Linked DNA regions of Ovis aries: region 1 is linked to region 2. Evidence: chromatin contacts called from public Hi-C data. All regions are on one chromosome and are shown on one strand. The core of a region is the stretch at or near the end of the contact, and the rest is flanking DNA. Distances in the headings are between cores, read along the strand shown.

The links. A called contact is a pair of places that touch in the nucleus more often than the background predicts.
Region 1: a contact with region 2 is called in a Hi-C map of blood, with 3 times the contacts expected there. The contact joins the promoter of TRPC3 here to the enhancer-like site in region 2. A contact is called at or near these places in 3 of 16 Hi-C or Micro-C datasets (all in blood).

Annotation. Positions count from the first base shown.
Region 1 is chr17:35,928,332-35,935,003 of ARS-UI_Ramb_v3.0, forward strand. It overlaps TRPC3 (transient receptor potential cation channel subfamily C member 3), which reads left to right and starts at 4,806. Exons shown (of 11, transcript XM_060401074.1): 1 at 4,806-5,380. The coding sequence starts at 5,166.
Region 2 is chr17:35,754,058-35,760,915 of ARS-UI_Ramb_v3.0, forward strand. No RefSeq gene overlaps it. Among named protein-coding and RNA genes, the nearest start is that of BLTP1, 21 kb to the left of the region's middle. Within about 2 kb of position 5,539, at least 10 of the 54 cell types and tissues checked have an H3K27ac peak or open chromatin away from gene starts, as enhancers often do.

The DNA.
Region 1 (6,672 bases), core at 3,556-6,055, 170 kb after region 2:
AGGAGATCAGTCCTGGGTGTTCTTTGGAAGGAATGATGCTAAAACTGAAACTGTAGTACTTTGGCCACCTCATATGAAGAGTTGACTCATTGGAAAAGACTCTGATGCTGGGAGGGATTGGGGGCAGGAGGAGAAGGGGACAACAGAGGATGAGATAGCTGGATGGCATCATGGACTTGATGGACGTGAGTCTGAGTGAACTCCGGGAGTTGGTGATGGACAGGGAGGCCTGGCGTGCTGCGATTCATGGGGTCACAAAGAGTCAGACATGACTGAGCAACTGAACTGAACTGAACTGATAGGGACAATAAAACAATCAGTGGTTGTCAAGGGTTAGGTGCAAGGGTGGGATGAACAGGTAAAGCACAGAGGATTTTTAAGGCAGTGAAAATACTCTGTGTGATGGATATATCAATATGTCATCATAAATTTGTCTAAATCTATAGAATATACAATACAAAAAGTGAACTCTAATGCAAACTATGGACTCTGGATGATAAAAATGTGTAACTGTAGGTTCATCAGTTGTAGCAACTATAATACTCTGGTGAACAGTGTTAATATTGGGGGAGGCTATGCAAGTGTCAAGGCTTCCCTAGTGGCCCAGATGGTAAAGAATCTGCCTGCAATGCAGGGGACCTGGGTTCAATCCCTGGGTCAGGAAGATCCCCTGGAGGAGGAAATGGCTACCCACTCCAGTATTCTTGCCTGGAAATTCCATGGACAAAGGAGACTGGTGGGCTACAGTCCATGGGGTTGTAGAGTCGGACATGACTAAGCAACTAACACAGAAAGATGCAAGTGTCAGGGTGGGAGGTATAAGAGAACTTTTTATACTTTGCACTCCTTTTTGCTGTGAATCTAAAACTTCTTTGAAAAAAAAAGTCTATTTTTCTTTAAAGCAAAGCAAAATCCACTTATAAGAGAATGTCTATCCTTAAGGAGGGAAAAAATGTGCACTGTTTGGAATATTATCACTTTGTCCATGCTCTTCCTCCCTTGAGAAAATTGCTAAGTCTAACCTTAATCCCAAGATGCAAGAATTACTGCTCAACAGGGCCTTCTTAGTAGGTGTGTTACAGACAACCCTGGAAGAAGACCGAGGGAGAGAGAGGAGATAGAGAAACAGAGAACAAAGCCTGCCATCAAGTGCAAAACAGATTTTATAGAAGGTATAGCATTTCTTAGCTTCTTCTCTGCCTTAGTGACCATCTCTACTTGAAAATAACTTGCCTCAACAGTTGATTTCATGAATATTGAATACTGATTTTGTCATTGTTGTTTTCCAAAGGAGTAATGGATTTCAAATGTATGTTAGGTAAACACTGATTTCATGAGTACACAGACAGCCAACAACTTATATACAGTGGCAGATCCTCTTTTACAGAAGCAAATGAAAAAGACAAAGCTGGTTTATGCCAAGGAGGTCCATATTTTCTCTCTCTTCTAAGAACCTACTTTCTTTTAGATTTCCTCTCCCCTGGGTTTTCATTAATCTCATGAATGTACTTCTTAAGAATAAAAATGTTGGCAGACTCTGGATGGAACAATTCCCTCAGCCCAGGAGAGATGGTTTGTCTTATATGCTGACTTGTGTCCCCGTCCCTCATTTATATGTTGAAATCCTAACTACCATACCTCAGAGTTTGACTATAATTGATTACAAATCTTTAAAGAGGTAACTAAGCTAAAAATAAGGTCATTACAACGGGGCCTAATGCAGTCTGACTTGTGTACTTTTAAGAAGAGGAGATCAGGACACAGACAGAGTAAGGCCAAATGAATACTCGGGAAGAAGACAGTCAAGGAGAGAGGTCTCAGAAGAAACCAACGCTGTCAACATCTTGATCTCAGACTTCCAGGTGACAGAACTGTCAGAAAACACATTTATGTTGTTTAAGCCACTCTTACAGTCTGTGACAGCCCTGGCAAACTAATACCACACTAAGAGTAAACCCTTGTGACTCTAGCACTCCCACAGTGTTTCAATCCAGAGCCTCTTAAAAGCAGTTCAGACACTTGCTAACATAATTATAAAGAACCTATAGACTTTCTGAATTCATTCAACAAACATTTTTGAGCTTGTTCTGTGCATCAGGTACTGAGCTAAATGCAAGGGAAAAAAGAGGAACTCTCAAGAAGCTCAAGGGTAAATAAGACCCCAAACGATCCTCCAGAATTCACAGTCTTAAGAGTAGACAGGCATATAAGGAGTTAATTTCAATGTGCTATCACTGTTGGTAAGACTGTAGTATGACAATGTGCCAAGGGCTATGGGAACTTCACTGGAAGGCAGGAGGGGTATCAAATAGGATGCCATACCTAGTCTAAGTCTTTAGTAAAAAGTAAAAGTGTGCCAAGTAGATGAAGGGAGAGAGACGTTTCAATCACAGCAATACCACAGACAAAGGTAGGAAATAGGAAAGTGGCTAGAATGTCAGGTAATGAGTGAGAAGGTCAGGATAATTGAAGTTAGGATGATATGAGGGAGGCTGGGAGGAGAGACTGAAAGATTAGGGTCAGACCAGGGAGAAATATCAATAACCTGATATGCAGATGACACCACCCTTATGGCAGAAAGTGAAGAGGAACTAAAAAGCCTCTTGATGAAAGTGAAAGAGGAGAACGAAAAAGTTGGCTTAAAGCTCAACATTCAGAAAACGAAGATCATGGCATCCAGTCCCATCACTTCATGGGAAATAGTTGGGGTAACAGCGGAAACAGTGTCAGACTTTATTTTGGGGGGCTCCAAAATCACTGCAGATGGTGACTGCAGCCATGAAATTAAAAGACGCTTACTCCTTGTTAGGACCAACCTAGATAGCATATTCAAAAGCAGAAACATCACTTTGCCAACAAAAGTCCGTCTAGCCAAGGCTATGGTTTTTCCAGTGGTCATGTATGGATGTGAGAGTTGGACTGTGAAGAAAGATGAGCGCTGAAGAATTGATGCTTTTGAACTGTGGTGTTGGAGAAGACTCTTGAGAATCCCTTGGATGGCAAGGAGATCCAACCAGTCCATTCTGAAGGAAATCAGCCCTGGGATTTCTGTGGAAGGACTGATGCTAAAGCTGAAACTCCAATACTTTGGCCACCTCATGCGAAGAGTTGACTCACTGGAAAAGACTCTGATGCTGGGAGGGATTGGGGGCAGGAGGAGAGGGGGACGACAGAGGATGAGATGTCTGGATGGCATCACTGACTTGATGGACGTGAGTCTGAGTGAACTCTGGAAGTTGGTGATGGACAGGGAGGCCTGGCGAGCTGCAATTCATGGGGTTGCAAAGAGTCGGACACGACTGAGCGACTGAACTGAACTGAACTGAACTGAACAAAGAGTTGGGTATGCCAAATTTGGATTTTAACCTGAAAGCAGTGGGAAGCCACCAGAGATTTTTACAGTGAAAAGTCATGATCAGACTTGTTCTGAGCATGATCTCTCTAGTAGCCTGGAGAATGAAATGGTTTGGGGAAAAGGTGGGCTGCAGAAATACTGGATGGCAGGGAGGATGATAAAGCCTTAACTGAAGCAGTGGTTTGGCGGTGCAGAAAGCAGTCCTGCTTTAGAAATACTGCAGGGGTCTAAAAACTTGCACTATGACGATTTTAACACTTCTACTTCTATATGTGCTAGTATGGGAAAGGTGCTTCCAACTGTAAGACACTAGGCAGTATTTATTTTTTCTGTACCAGATGTATAAATAAATATAAATACCATTGCTTCCTTAAACATACAGACGTTATCATCTTAATAAAACACACAATATATTATCTACTTTTTAAGACTATAATTCAAAAGAGCTAAATTTCCTTGTATTTTGTTTAAATTTGAGAATAAGCTTTCTTTAAAAAATATAGTGTAATTGGATACAGGTAAAAATGAGTATCTTATTTCATCATAGCATATCTGGTACATTTGTGATTCTTCTAAGTTGGACTTGCTGGAAAGTGTTTATTTGAGGCACTAGAAAGCTTTGGAAAATACACTTGCCTAGCTCTGAGTTTTCTATTACCTATCTTGAGTAGTTTACTCAGTCTCACTAGGGCTCAGTTTTCTTAGTTCTAAAATAATACTCTTCTATATTATTTAATAATATTAATTATATATAATAATTAGTAATATTAATTTTATATAATTCTAATAATATTCTAAAATAATATTTCTTATTTCTAAAGGGATAAATTTCTTGATCCTTAAAATTCCTTCTGCCTAAAATCCCATGAGGCTTTTTCTCCCAGAAGAAATACTGTTCTTGAATCTTTTTAAAGGCAATTTTTACGTTTTAAAAAGGATACTTTTAATTTTTTCAGAAAATATTTCTTGGAAAGTATATAAATCTTGTTAGATGTTTTGAGATTCATTAAAAAACAAACAAACAAAAAACTTACCTGAAGCATTCTGCACGATTAAAACATTACCATTCTTAGCACTCAGGGGAATGTACTAAAACCTCAGTAGGTTCAACTAAGTTTTAGAGTGAATAACACAACGAACAAATGTGCCTCTTCAAAGAAATATAAAGCTGACTAGGGTAAATACAATTGCAGGAAAATTAACAAGCCAGACTATTTCCTTTCCCCCTTCCTTGGGAAACCTGTATGTCTAAAGGGAACAGGGCTCTTTTGGGAGAGAAAGGAGAGATTAGGGAGGGAAGTTTCTCTGATTTCTTTATGCCCTGCCTGCTGATGTCGGCTTTCCTCTCCAGTTCTCGCTGTCTGATAAGGAATTGATTCTTCCCCTCCTCTCCCTCCCTCCCTTCCTCCCTCCCCCTCTCTTCCTTCGCCCTCAGCCGCGGTACTGTCCTAGCAAGTGATGCTGTCGGAGACAGGAGACGGGCGCGGAGGCACCGCAGCCGCAGGCGCCGCGGGGCAGGAGAGCGTTTCCCAGCACTCGCGCCCCGCTCGGCCCAGAGCTTCCTCCTCGCGGCCACGGGCGCGGCTGCTGCCCCCGCGGTTTGAAGGTGCGCGCCGGCGACCCGGCTTTGGTTCCCGCCTCTAACTGCTCGGTCTTCGGCTGCGCGGGTCTCTCTTCCTGCCTCCCCGCCCGGGGCCGCCCGGGGCCCGCTGGAGGTGGGGAAAAGGCGCCGCGGGGAGAACGCGCCTCGGCGGCGGTGGAGACCGAGGCCGGCGGCCGGCATCCTCGCGCTCGGACCGCGGCCGGCGCGATGTCCAGCAAGGTCAGGAAGTGCAAGGAGCAAGCGAGGGTGACCTTCCCCGCGCCGGAGGAGGAGGAGGAGGAGGGCGAGGACGAAGGCGCGGAGCCGCAGCGCCGCCGGCGGGGCTGGAGGGGCGTCAACGGGGGACTAGAGCCGCGCTCGGCGCCCCCGCAGCGGGGACCGCGCGCCTACTGCCCGCCGCCCTTCTCGCCGGGGCCCGACATGTGAGTACCAGGCTGGCCCGCGGCCCGTGCCTCGGGCGGGGGGGGCGGGCAGGCGCGCCCCGGCAGCCCCGCGCTGTGCCCCGGACCGCCAAAGTCCACCCTCCGTGGCAGTCCTATTCGGGGCAACTCGGGTGGGCGGTAGACCTAAGCTGGGGTCTCGCCTCTCTTGGTCCTGCTCTGTGGAGGGACTCCGGGGACGCCCGAAGGCGTGGCTGGGGTCTCTGTCCCGGCTCCAGCGCACGGACCAGCCCCGCGGATGGAAACAACGGACGCCAGACACGCTGTCCAGTAAGCAGACGCCCGCTCTCCTCCAAGCGAGGATGCGCGCACAGCCGCCAGTGGGCTGGGGGCCTCGCGGAAAATGTTCCCCGGGGTCCCCGAACTGCCCCCGGCAGGTCAGAGAAGGGGACGGTGTGCTTAGGCCCCGGCGTTCAGCGTGGAGCCACCCCGGGAACCTGAGTCTCTTCCGACGCTTCCGGCCGTGGGGAGAAGGGAGCGGACGGTGTGTGGTACAGAGTGTGTGGGTGGAAGGTCTGCCCGGACGCCTTTTTTCCCGACCGTCCATTCACAGTCGGGGCTAACCTGGAGCCGAAGCCGGCGGGTCTCCCGGGGGAGAGTGAGCGCGGGGCGCCGCGGGAACCGCCTTAGAGCTACTTGGTTGGAGTTCCCAGGAGGCTCAGGGTCAGTAACTGTTCCTTTTTTAAAGGAAGGTAGAGGTCCGCGCTTTAATGCCTGAGCAAGAACAACTTTTCTTAATTTCCAAATCTTGGAAACAGCCTCTCTGAGACGCAGAGAGGATGAAGAGACTGGTTAGTTTTCTAGGGTGCATGCTCTCTGTTTCTTTTGTCACGTACCTTGGACGTTTAGCAGGGTTTACTGTCTTTTTAGGAAGAGCGCACAGATAGGTAGAGACCTTGGGGCCAGTCTTTGCGGGCGGCACTAACCACTTGGGCCGGGGAAGGGGTTCTCCGGGCAAGGGACGGAGGTTCCGCAGCGCCCCCTGCTGCCCGCGAGCTGCACACAGCTACGGTGTGAAGCCTGTGGGGCGACCTCGACCCGGCAGGATAGTGTGCAAGGCTGAGCTGGTCAGTGTCCGCTCCTAACTCGGCTGGACCGGCCTAATTAAAAGGAGAACTCAGTGGCTGGGAAAGGTTTCTGATTTTAAATGAGCGACGCATCCCAACGTGGTTCAGTTATTGCTGAAGATTAGCCTGGAGTGGAAATGGCCCAGGAAATGGAGGGAAGGTAGGTTCTTTGAGATTAAAGCCCCGGCCAGCTCTGTTCCCCACCTC
Region 2 (6,858 bases), core at 4,289-6,788:
TATAGGGTCCAAGCAGCATGCCAGGTACATAATTTTCTGCTACAGGTGGTGTGGCCTTGCTCTGGAACTGCAGGGACCCAGCTTTGTGACTTTCCTAGGTTCTAGAGTGCACCTGACCCAGGGGTCAAACTGCTTGCATAGAAACTTGGATCTATATATATATATATACTTACAGACGATTCATGTGGTCATACAGCAAAAACTACCATGACATTGTAAAGCAATTATACTCCAATTAAAAGTAAGTAACTTGCATCTGCTGCAGATCTATTTCTTGCTCTGGACTTTATTCAAAATTGGCAGCCATTCATCACTCATTCTATGGCCAGAAGTGTTGTTTCCAGAATGCAAACCTACCAATACTTCTCTTTTCCTGGAAGGAAGCCCAAAGGCAAAACCTTAACTTTTCTTTTTTAGGGGATAACCTCAACACAACCCTGACCGTTGAAACTTTAAACATTTTTCCAGATGTAGTATGCCCTTGAAACTCCATGGTTTATCATCCACACTCTGGAACACATGGATCTTACTAAGGCCTCCAGCACACCAACCACTTGTGTTTATGTAGTCTTATCAACATAATGCCATCTATATAATGGAATAATGTGCTTTTCTGTGGAAAGTCTGGATAGTCCAGACCTCTTTGGACTATATTATGATAGAGGATAAGAGGGCTAACAGAGATCTGGGGTAGAACAGTTCCATGTGATCCTCTTTCCTGTTTGTGATAGAAAAGAAAACATTCATTAAAATGATGGCTGCATACTATATCTATGAGGCCATATTCATCTTTTCTAGCAAAGATACCACATCCAGCATGGTGGCTGTGACTGGGGGTATCAGTTGGTTGAGCTTATGGTAATTTATAATTATCCTCCAGCATTAACTTGGTTTCTGCAGGGACCAGACAGGTGAATCAAGTGAATGGAGACCATAACTGCTATGTCATTTAAAGTCTTAGAGGCAGCACTAATTTCTGCTGCCTCTGGGAAGCAATACTGTGTTTTGTATCTAACGTTTTGGCAAGGGATGGTAGGGTCTTTCACCCTACCACTGAAGTAGTGGTCTTCTCTATTCTCAACCCACAGACCAAGAAGCCATGTGAGGGTTATGCCAACCGCCAAGGACATCAGTCTCAATTCAGGGACTGGGGAAATGACCAATGGGACTCAGAGAATGCAATGTAAGCCTCATCTTGACCAGAACCCCATTAACTGATCCTAATATTTTTCCATATTAACAGGGGACCATGACGATACTTCAGCACTCCGTATTACAATGTCACCTAGACACTGGGTCCATCAATCCTTTTCTTTGATGCATAGTTACCTATACAAATGGCTATAAATCTCTCCAGGGGAGGACTGAAGAAATCATCACCATGTGTATTTGGCGTGGTGTTACAGGCTCCCTCCCACTGCCAACTTTTAGTCAATGAGTTTTTCATCTGAAACCTCACTCAGGTGAAGAACTATGCAAGGAATCATATTTCTCACCCCCTGGTCATGTGTTCTTCATTTCTGCTGATATAAGTAAAACAGCTTCCATGATGGCTACCCATTGACTTTACCCTTGGGGATGCTGTATACTATTAATAATCTCTGTATTTTTTTCTGTATCAGACCTCTTGGCTTCCAATCTGATTTTGCTCATCACTATAATAATTGTTGTCCTTTAGCTTCTGGCTCTTAAGTGCCACCCTCTGCCTTCTGTTATTTTGAGATTCTATCATCCTCATTTCTGTCAGTGAGCCAAGTTAATTCTCATAGCCTTAGTAAATAATACATTCCCTGGGCCTTCCTGTGAAAAGTAATCATCTGCCAAATCTTATCATCATGCTGTATCCATCCACATGCTCACTCCCCTAATCTTTCAAATCCTTTCCTCTGCTGTCTACCAGGGAAACTGTGGCATTTCAAGTCTGTTCAGTGTGGGCCATGATATGGATGTCATACTGACAGGCTTTATCCATGCCTCTAGGAGACATTTCAGAAGCAAGTTCACACCATCTCCTGGGCCCTTTGCAAAACTATTAAATGCTGCATCTTAGTAGAAATGCTCCTTAGTCAATAAACATTTCCTTTGATCAGGACCCTCAGAATCCAGTCAATACATATTATTAGATTCTACATATATGCATTAATATATAATATTCATTGTTTGATTTCTGACTTACTTCACTCTGCCTGAAAATCTCTAGGTCCATGCACATCTCTACATATGAAAAAAATTGGTATAGAGAATCTCATTTACAAAGCAGAAATAAAGACACATATATAGAGAACAAATATATGGATACCAAGTGGGGAAGGAGGGTATGGGATGAACTGAGAGACTGAGATTGACATATATACACTATTGATACTATGTAGAAAATAGATAACTAATAAGAACCTGTTGTATAGCACAGGGGACTCTACTCAATGTTCTGTGGTGAATTAAATGGGAAGGAAATCCAAAAAGAGGGGATATGTGTATACTTATAGCTGATTCACTTTGCAGTACAGTAGAAACTAACACGACATTGAAAAGGAACTATACTACAATAAAAAAAATTTTAGAGGGAAACATTTTACCCCAAATGTAATACCTATCTTTAAAATTATAACAAAATTTCTGAAATTAAAAAAATTTTTTAAGTGTTAGATCTTAAAAAAATAATCTCTAAGCTCCTAATACCTACTACCATAGTTTAGCAGCTCCTTTAAGGTATGATTTTTATCCTCCATGATCAGGCCCAGATCAGTCCCAACTGTGTTGTTTTGTGACTTAACCCTAACTACCACACAATTGCACTCATTTCACATGCTAGCAAAGTAATACTCAAAATTCACCAAGCCAGGCTGCAACAGTGCATGAACCGAGCATGTCAAGATGTTCAAGCTAGATTTAGAAAATGCAGAGGAACCAGAGATCAAATTGCCAACATCTGTTGGATTATATAGAAAGCAAGGGAATTCCAGAAATAATATCTACTTCTGCTTTATTGACTATGCCAAAGTCTTTGACTGTGTGGATCACAATACACTGTGGAAAATTCTTTAAGAGAAGGGAATACCAGACCACCTGACCTGCCTCCTGTGAAATGTGTATGCAGGTCAAGGGGCAACATTTAGAACCAGACATGGAGCAACAGACTGGTTCCAAATTGGGAAAGGAGTCCATCAGGGCTGTATACTGTCACCCTGCTTATTTAACTTATATGCAGAATACATTATGAGAAACACTGGGCTGGATGAAGCACAAGCTGAAATCAAGATTGTCAGGAGAAATATCAATAACCTCAGATATGCAGATGACACCACCCTTATGGCAGAAAGTGAATAGGAACTAAAGAGCCTCTTGATGAAAATGAAAGAAGAGAGTGAAAAAACTGACTTACAACTCAACATTCAAAAAGCTAAGATCATGGCATATGGTCCCATCCCTTCGTGGCAAATGGATGGTGACAGACTTTATTTTCTTGGGCTCCAAAATCACTGCAGATGGTGACTGCAGCCATGAAATTAAAAGACGCTTGCTCCTTGGAAGAAATGCTACGACCAACCTAGACAGCATATTAAAAAGCAAAGACATTATTTTGCCAACCAAATGTCAATATAGTCAAAACTACGGTTTTTCCAGTAGTCATGTATGGATGTGAAAGTTGAACCATAAAGAAGACTGAATGCCAAAGAACTGATGCTTTAGAACTGTGGTGCTTGAGAAGACTCTGAAGAGTCCCTTGGACTGCCAGGAAATCCATCCAGTCCATCCTAAAGGAAATCAACTCTGAATATTCATTGCAAGGACTGATCCTGAAGCTGAAGCTCAAATACTTTGGCCATGTGATACAAATAGCCAACTCATTGGAAAAGACCCTGATGCTGGGAAAGATTGAAGGCAGGAGGAAAAAAGGGGATGACAGAGGACAAGATGGTTGAATAGCATCACCAACTCAATGGACATGAGTTTGAGCAAGCTCTGGGAGATGGCAAAAGTCAGGGAAGTCTGGCAAGTCTGGCATCCAACAAAGAGTTGGACATGACTGAGCGACTGAACAACAGGGCAGAGGGGAGACGGGGCAGATTGTGAGAGGGGTGCTTTCTGACTGGTGCAGAGAGGACTCCAAAACTTCTTCCAGTGTGGGTGCATCGCTAGTTTTCAACAGGGAGGACCAGGACATTGCTATAGACTCAGAAGTTTCAGGGGAGTATGAGGAGTCCAGCTCTTTGGAATCATTGTTTCAGATGCCTCTATCCAAGAGTTGCTGAAGTTTTCCCCATCAGAGGCCTTACCTTAGTGCAATAGACTACTATTGTTGGACATTAAATTTCTCTGAAATTCAGCCACTTAGACCATAATGTCTGATCTTGAGCCTCAACTTTCTCGGCTCTCCTGCTGAAGGAGTTGAGATTATTTGTATGTAAACAAAAAGGCCTTTTGGCTTCCAGAGTTCTTTTTAATTGTCTGCTACCTGGCTCTCAATTTTCTGTAGGGCATCAGTGGAACTTAGCAATACCACCCAATACTGCAATCCTCAAAGCTACTATTTTTTTAATTTTTTATTTTATATTAGAGTATAGCCAGTTAACAATGTTGTGATAGTTTCAGGTAGACAGCAAAGGGACTCAACCACACATATATGTGAATCCATTCTCCCCCAAATGGGGGCTTCCCAGGTGGTGCTAGTGGTAAAGAACCTGTCTGCCAGTGCTGGAGACATAAAGATGTGGGTTCAATCTCTGGGTCAGGAAGATTCCCTGGAGAAGGAAATGGCAACCCACTTCAGTCTTCCTGCCTGGAGAATTCTGTGGACAGAGGAGCCTGGTGGGCTACAGTCAATGGGCTCACAAAGAGTCAGACACGACTGAATGACTAACACACACACACACACACACACACACTCTCCCCCAAACTCCCCTCCCATCCAGGCTGTGGTATAACATTGAGCAGAGTTCCCTGTGCTATACAGTAGGACTTTGTTGGTTATCCACATTAAATATAGCAGTGTGCACATGTCAATCCCAGACTCCCTAACTATCCCTTTCCTCCACCCTTCCCTCCTGGTAACCATAAATTCATATTAGAGCTACTACTTCCTGTATGCTTCTCAGAGAGTAGACACAGAGCACCCGCTTGTTAGTGCATTTCCTTTTACTGGTACACCTTTTCAACTCATTACCAGTAAACAATTGGACCGCTGCCTTGTGCCAGGGTCTGCTGTGCTCCACCTGCCACCAGTAAAGGGGTCCTCAAGACCAGCCAGGTGGTGAATAATCCAGCTCTTGGCTGCAACTATAGCAGTCTGGATTCTTGGGAAACCTGCCTGCCAGTGCTGGAGACATAAGATGGAGATGGAGTTTGGGATGCAAGGTGTTTATTAGAGATCAATACTTGTGAAAAGAAGGGAGAGGGAATAAGATTTAGCAAAAGGGAGAAGACAAAATGTGATGCAAGCCAAACAAAGCCTCAGACAATCTGGAGGGGAGTTCTGGGCCTTTGAGCCCTAGCCTGGCTCATGACAGGATGTGGTCACCCCAGGAAGGGTGTGACCTTGCAGGAGGCTGTTCTGCTGCTGCTGAGGCAAACCCTGAAGGAGCTGACAGCTGGAGACCTTCTACTGTCTGCATTCTCCCCAGGCTGGGTAGCTTCCTTGAAAGAGGATATGGGTGGCACATTTTAGTATTTATACATTGTTTTAATTTTATGATTGGGATTATTTAAAATATTTACATAAGGTAAAAATTTAACTCATGTAAAAATTTGTACTGAGGGAAGTCTTATTCTTGTTTCTGTCCATTTGACTACATAAAAAACATTTTCTTAGTTCCTGCATTTTTTTCATGTTTAAAGTGCTTTTATTCATAATATAAATACATATAATACAATGGTTAAGACAAATAAGCAAATGGTAAATTATATTGTATTCAAATTCTTTTTTTTTTGGTCTAAGAAGGGCTTTATTTTTTTCTTAATATATATTTTATTGAAGTATAGTTGACTTACAATGTTTCAGGTGCACAGCAAGGTGATTCAGTTATACATATGCACATATATTACTTTTCAGATTATTTCCATTATAGGTTATTATAGGATACTGACTACAGTTCCCTGTGCTATACAGTATACCTTTGTTGCTTTTTGCACATCTAATTTTTAGTTAGAAATCTAGCATTCTCTTCATACTAAGTCAAACAAGTGGAATGAAATGTCATAAATTTTTCAGCTAGGCAAAAATTCATAAATTTTCTAAAATATATATTATATTATACATACTATGTATATGTATATGAAGGCTTTTCTACTACACTTGATAAAGTCTTGAGAAAGAACATTGTTTTAAAAAAAAGAAGAGATGGAGAAATTGGAAAACAGCTAACGAAAGGCGGGGGGGTCACTGAATATGAAATTCAAAAAGTGAAACAAACTAAGTAAAATGAAAAGATCCTCATATAGTCCAGTTGTTTTTAAACATGGCTGCTCATCAGAAACACACCTGGAGTTTGCAGGAAAAAAGCCACACCTGGGCATTTGTATTTTTCAAAAAATTCCAGGATAATTCTGATATGTATCTGAGTGTCTGCACTTTTTGCCTCTTTTTTTTTTTTTTTTCAAAAATAAACACACACACACACACACACACACACACACTTGCGTGAACACACGATCTTTTACTTCCTCTTTCTTCTTAGCATTCTATCAATATTCATTTGCCCCTTGTTTTTCTTAACAAAATTATAAATCAGTCTATCAATATATAGAAATTATCCTTTTTAAAAACAGCTCTGTAAAACTCTACTGTGTGCAGGTACTAGTTTATTAACTGATCTTCTATGGATAGACATTTAGGTTGCTTCCAATATTTTGTTATTACAG